Regions from separate parts of the Sus scrofa genome. Here region 2 is linked to region 1. A link is a contact called in public HiChIP or PLAC-seq data. All regions are on one chromosome and are shown on one strand. Each heading gives the region's core, a stretch centred on a gene start, on an enhancer-like site or on the middle of the called end of the contact. The rest is flanking DNA. Distances are from core to core; before and after follow the strand shown. Region 1 overlaps LHFPL2 (lipoma HMGIC fusion partner-like 2). Region 2 overlaps ARSB (arylsulfatase B).

The links. HiChIP or PLAC-seq counts read pairs in DNA pulled down with a chosen protein or histone mark.
Region 2: an H3K27ac HiChIP or PLAC-seq map of alveolar macrophages shows a contact between it and region 1. The contact joins two enhancer-like sites. A contact is called at or near these places in 1 of 47 Hi-C or Micro-C datasets (heart right ventricle) and 2 of 2 datasets of contacts at active chromatin or transcription factors (alveolar macrophages and skeletal muscle).

What each region holds. Positions count from the first base shown.
Region 1 is chr2:87,379,836-87,382,535 of Sscrofa11.1, forward strand. All of the region lies in intron 3 of LHFPL2 (lipoma HMGIC fusion partner-like 2), which reads right to left. Among named protein-coding and RNA genes, the nearest start is that of LHFPL2, 120 kb to the right of the region's middle. Within about 2 kb of position 1,281, at least 30 of the 83 cell types and tissues checked have an H3K27ac peak or open chromatin away from gene starts, as enhancers often do. A contact at or near this core is called in alveolar macrophages, where this site is marked.
Region 2 is chr2:87,628,977-87,631,676 of Sscrofa11.1, forward strand. The region is part of intron 6 of ARSB (arylsulfatase B); the gene reads right to left. Among named protein-coding and RNA genes, the nearest start is that of LHFPL2, 130 kb to the left of the region's middle. Within about 2 kb of position 1,360, at least 3 of the 83 cell types and tissues checked have an H3K27ac peak or open chromatin away from gene starts, as enhancers often do. A contact at or near this core is called in alveolar macrophages, where this site is marked.

The DNA of each region.
Region 1 (2,700 bases), core at 31-2,530:
GAAGCACTGACCATTAAACCTTAACTATTACATATTTTTAAACAAATGAAGCTTTGTTCCATTGGGTACAACAGTAATCCAAACCATGTGAGCAAAGTGTTGCCCGGTGACATTCCTTGGAAGACATGTGACAAATATATATGAGAATCAATCAGGAGGAACAACACAGGTTTGTAAATGTACTGTTAACACTGCGAGAGTTGAGGCTGGGAGGTGTGGAACCCCCTGGGAAAGGTAAGTAAAAAGCCTGACTTCAATCTCCTTGAACAAAGGAAATAGGGGGAAAAAGCCCTCTCTGGCTGGAAAGATGTCAGTGCTTCAAGGAAAGGCTCCTATTCCAAGGTCAGAGCCCCCTTTTCAGCAGAAGAAAAGAAAAGAAAGCGTCATTTACATTTCTGCCTGCTTGTACGGGTTGTTAAGTAATAAGCCCTGGGCCAAAACCCTAATCTGCGGGATCAGCTCTGAAAAGAGGAAAAGAGCTCTGCCAAGCATTTATCAACACCTTAAATTGTTTCTTTTCCTTCCCAGAACTAGAGTTGTTTTATTAAATTTTTTAAGCCCAAGGTCCACCATTCCCTTGCAGACCTGCAGGCACGGCCTCAGATTTTGAGACACTGCTCTAAGAAAGGAAGGGAGGGGAAAAAAAAAAAAAAAAAAAAGAAAAAGGAAAAAAAAAGGAAATAAATGCCAGAAAGGCACTTAGGGCAGGAAAAGAGTGGAGGCCCCTGGGTCTTCCCAGCCCCTCTGGGGAGCAGACACTACTGTTCCTGCTGTGAACCTCGCAGGGCTGCTCTTCACCAGCCTTTCTGTGCAGCTCAGGAGAGTGGCAGCCCAGATGGCCTGCAGCTGTGCCAAACTATCACGGGACCCGGGAAGCTGGTGGACGGAGAGGAGGTACAGGAGGACAAGGATGCTGGCCGCTCTGCCCCAGAAGGTACAAGACAGAGACACTCTGGGACCCAGAGCCCTGGCATCCTATTGCCCTGGAGCTCCGGCTAGAGGGAGAATGGGGGGTGGTGCCTGGAGGTCAAAGGCTGCAAGAACAGGAGAGGGCAGCCTCCCGAACCCAGACCCAGTAGTGCGCTTGGGGGCCCCAGGAAGGAGCAGGAAGTCAGCGGACCCCAGGAATCACCCAGGAGCAGTGGACTGGGGGTCCAGGATCCTGCTCCTCTTCCAGCACCCCAATCAGCTGTGAGTCCCTGAGTGGGTCCTTTGCTCTTCCAGGGCCTCTGTGGCTTCTCCATAAATGAGGCAGTTAAGTGGAGGATGTTCACAGCTGCAATGCCCATGACTCAGTGAGTCCCTGTCCCCAAGCCTCACCCACCCCTGGTGCTGACTCACATACATTGTGATCGCTAGCTTTTCTTCTCCCAGCATACTTTGGATTCAAAGAAAAAAGAGGAACACAAGGGCAGACCTCCTCATGTGCAGTCATCTTCCCTATGTCCCTGTTTTTGAAGCTGCTGCAGATTCTTGGGGCCTGAGCTTTGGCACCAGGCAGGCCCTCGCCATCTGCCCTCCACTCCAGCAAACCTGCCAGCCATGACGAGGGAGGTAGAGGCTGGCACCAGGCCCGGGGATTTCGCGTAGAGAAACACTGCCAAAATCACACAGCCGCCTCAACTTAAGCTTTTCAAATCTTAGAATATGATTTCTTACCCTGTATGGTAAGTCCAGGGCAAAAACTTAGAAGCTTTCATGGCATTTTGTTTCAAGTTGAACAAGCGCGCCAGAATGTAGAAAGAAAAACTATCAACTTCCTAGGAATAAAAGAGAAAGGGAAAAACCCGTTTTCTAGCATCCCGGGACTGCTCCCCATTACACTTTAGTTCTTTATATCCCACAAAGGGAAAAGAGGCTCCATCTGAGCCCTGACATATCACAGGCTCAGACCTAAAGGAGCAGGGTTCCAGAGAGGGTGGGTCTGCCAAGGAATCGTAGAGACGGTTCGGAACTGGGATGCGACACTTAGACACTTAGCGCCCACGTGCACAGGCCTGGCCTCCTACTCAGCTCTTACCCCGAGCAAGTCACTGTGCGGGGAACAGAGACAGACACAATCCTCTCTGGACCTGACTGGTGCCAAGCCCCCCTGCACATCTCAGTGCCTCCTCCTGCTCGTCTCATCTTCCCCAAAGCAAGCAGGGGACTGTCCACAGTGGCCAGCGGGGGTGGGGCACAGTGGAGGAACACAGAAAGACCTAGGGCCCCCTTTCTCACCAGAGCTGCCCAGGGCCAGGGGAGTGAGAAGGGGCCAAGAGAGAAAAATCCAGCACAGAGCTCCCCTGTCAGCCCTGTTGCTAGGCCCCAGCTCTGCCTGCTGACCCTCAACCCACCCGATCTGCTGAGGCCTTCCAGGCCTGGAGCCTCTGTGCAGGAAGTTGGATGGGCCTAGCCCTTGCTCCCCTGCCATGCTGGGCGGGGGCGGGTCTGTGGATAACCACAGACACATCATGAGCACGGCCCACTGGCCTCGGGTACTTGGGGAGCTCATCCTCAAGGGCAGGCAGGCTGTGGGCTCCTCTGCAGACCTGACCGCTCCATTCCCCCATGACCGTGAGCTCTGGATTCTGACACCAACTGATAACCATCTCTGGAATCCAATCAAAATCACAAGCTGGAGCCTACTGGTCTCAGAGCTGTAATAACCAGACTGACTTGTGATAGCCTCGGAAAGGACTTAAGGCGTCCTCCCTCAGG
Region 2 (2,700 bases), core at 110-2,609, 250 kb after region 1:
ATAAGGTTAGTTTAACACCTAAAATCAATTAATCAATTAATGTAATACACCATATCAATACTCCAAACAAATAAAACAAAATAAATCTGGTCTCTGGTCTGGGCCTGGGGAGGACCTATTTGTTCCCCAATTGATGTTGCAGAGTTTGAAGAGGATTGTATGGGGTGGGGGTGGGGGGCCGTGAGAGTGGGGGTGGCTGGGAGGGGTGAGAAGAACTTACGGTGGAAACATTAATTTGTCACTTTGAGGATTTAGTCCCTTTCTGCCCCATTGAGTGGCCGGCCATTCATTTCCACCGAGCTCTGTTTGTTTTTGCTTTGTTGGTTTTACAATTTCGAAGATCAGTTTAAAATCTCGTTTTACCTCTAATGACCCATTTTATTCTTCCTGCTGTGTGATTCCATCCTTGTATTCTGATGACAATGCATATTTACTTAGGGCAAACTTACCTAGGCTAATGGAGAAAAACCTCAGCTTTTCCAGATATTTGGTTATCAAGGTGTCTTCTACAAGGGAATGTGGTCAAGTATATATATATTTATTTTTATTTTCTTACATTAAAGTATAGTTGATTTACAATGTTGTGCCCATTCTATCACGTGTATTTTTAATGAACAGGTTGGATTAAAGGTTTTTTTTTGATAGGCAAGAAGTAGATTTATTAAGATAAGGCCCTTGTGAGAGATCTGCGCCCTGCCCCAAGGATTAGGTGGGCTGCAGTTTTATGGGATTAAATTTAATTAGCAACAACTACCTTCAACTTTTGTGCTTTAAAGTCCTTGAGAGTAGCTGGTTTGTCAGTTACTTGAGTCCAATGAGTCTCTTAAAGTTTATCACATTGAAGTTTTATTTACACTAAATAGTTGATTGGCTGATCATTTCTCCAATCCAAGAAAAGCTCAAGGGACCCTAAACTCAAAGTGAAGTTCAAGTCACTAATGTCCTTATTGTGCAGTCAGTCTGAGCCCCAGATCACAGTGCATTTGGGCTACATGTGAAGGGACTCGGTGGGTGCACATGTGGCTCAAATCTCTAGTCTGCTCACAGTTTTACAAGTCCTGAAAAGATGGGCTTAGGCTATGGCTGCCTCTTATCTTGCTGTGAGGTAAGGACTTACATATCCAGCTGTAAATGTGCTCACTGTTGTCTTGAGTTTTATTTTGAACAATCTTTCTGGATCTAAAAACAGAAGTTTTTCTCTAATTGGGAGTTTCCTTGTGGCTCAGTGGTAAGGAACCCAACTAGTATCCAAGAGGATGTGGGTTCATTCTCTGACGTCACTCAGTGGGTTAAGGCTCCAGCGTTGCCGTGAGCTGTGGTGTAGGTTGCAGATGCGGCTTGGATCTGGTGTTGCTGTGGTCGAGGGGTAGGCCTTTGGCTACAGCTGTGATTCCACCCCCAGCCTGGAATTTACATATGACATGGGTGTGGCCCTAAAAAGACCAAAAAAAAAAAAAAAAAAAAAAAGTAGTTCCTGAAAAACACTGGCTAGAGCTCCCATACTCTGAGCTGCTGCTTCATTGACCCTCTCGGCTTAATTTTCAGAGATGAAAAAAAGCCTCTCAGAGCCAAAGGTATGGCCTGCGCAGCTCGAAAGCTGGGATTGACGGAGTTGTTAGGGTATATATTGGCAGCCTTCCCTATGCATTACTCTCTAGTCCTGAAAAGGACCTCAGAGCAACCACTGTGCATTTCAGTGGCCTTTATTTTTTTTCTTACTTATTATTATTACTTTTTTTTCTTAGGGCCGTACCTGTAGCATATGGAGGTTCCCAGGCTAGGGGTTGAATCAGAGCTACATCTGCCAGTCTACACCACAGCAACACCAGATCCAAGCCACATCTGCGACCTACACCACAGCTCATGGCAATGCTGGATCCTTAACCCACTGAGCAAGGCCAGGGATTGAACCTCCAACCTCATGGTTCCTAGTTGGACTCTTTTCTGCTGTGCCACGATGGAAACTTCTCAGTGGCCTTTAGAATAATCTCTTGCTATTATCTCATTAAGTCATTTAAGCACCATGAATTCCTGGGTGCAGGTATGTCAAATGAGGATCAAAAGAATGCCTACCTCCCACCTCCCATGCTGACGGTGAGGATGAAATGAGATCCTGTCAGTGGGGAGCGTTCTGTGCACCGGAAGTATAAAAATCCCAGGTACAAGTCTCTCCAATTCCCACAGCACTTGCCATAGGGTTGGGCACACAGACAAAACAGACTGACCTACTCAGAGAAATCCTTGCAAGTCGCACTTGTGACCTTCAGCTGCTAGCCATTCAAATCAAGGTGTGATCAACTACCCAGCCCTATAAAGACTGAGAGATCTGAATCAGCTGCCAAGGGAACAAAGTACTATGAAGACAATCGTAGGGAAAGGGGGTGGGGAAGTCGAGAGGTATCCGTCAAAGGCTACAGAGTTTGGGTAATGCAAGAGAAACAAGGCCTAGAGCGCTACTGTGCAGCAGGGGGCAGAGACTTAACAATACTGTATTGTGTACTTACACGTTTGCTTAGAGGGTATGTCTGAAGTGTCCTTATCCCTCACACACACACAATAATAGTAAATAAAGGGCAGGGGGAGGAAATGTTTGGAGGTAATAGATTTGTCTATGGCACAGATTGTGAGGGAGGCTGGTTTCACGGATGTATACTTACCTCAAAATTCATCAAGCTGTAAATATTAAATATGTACAGCTTT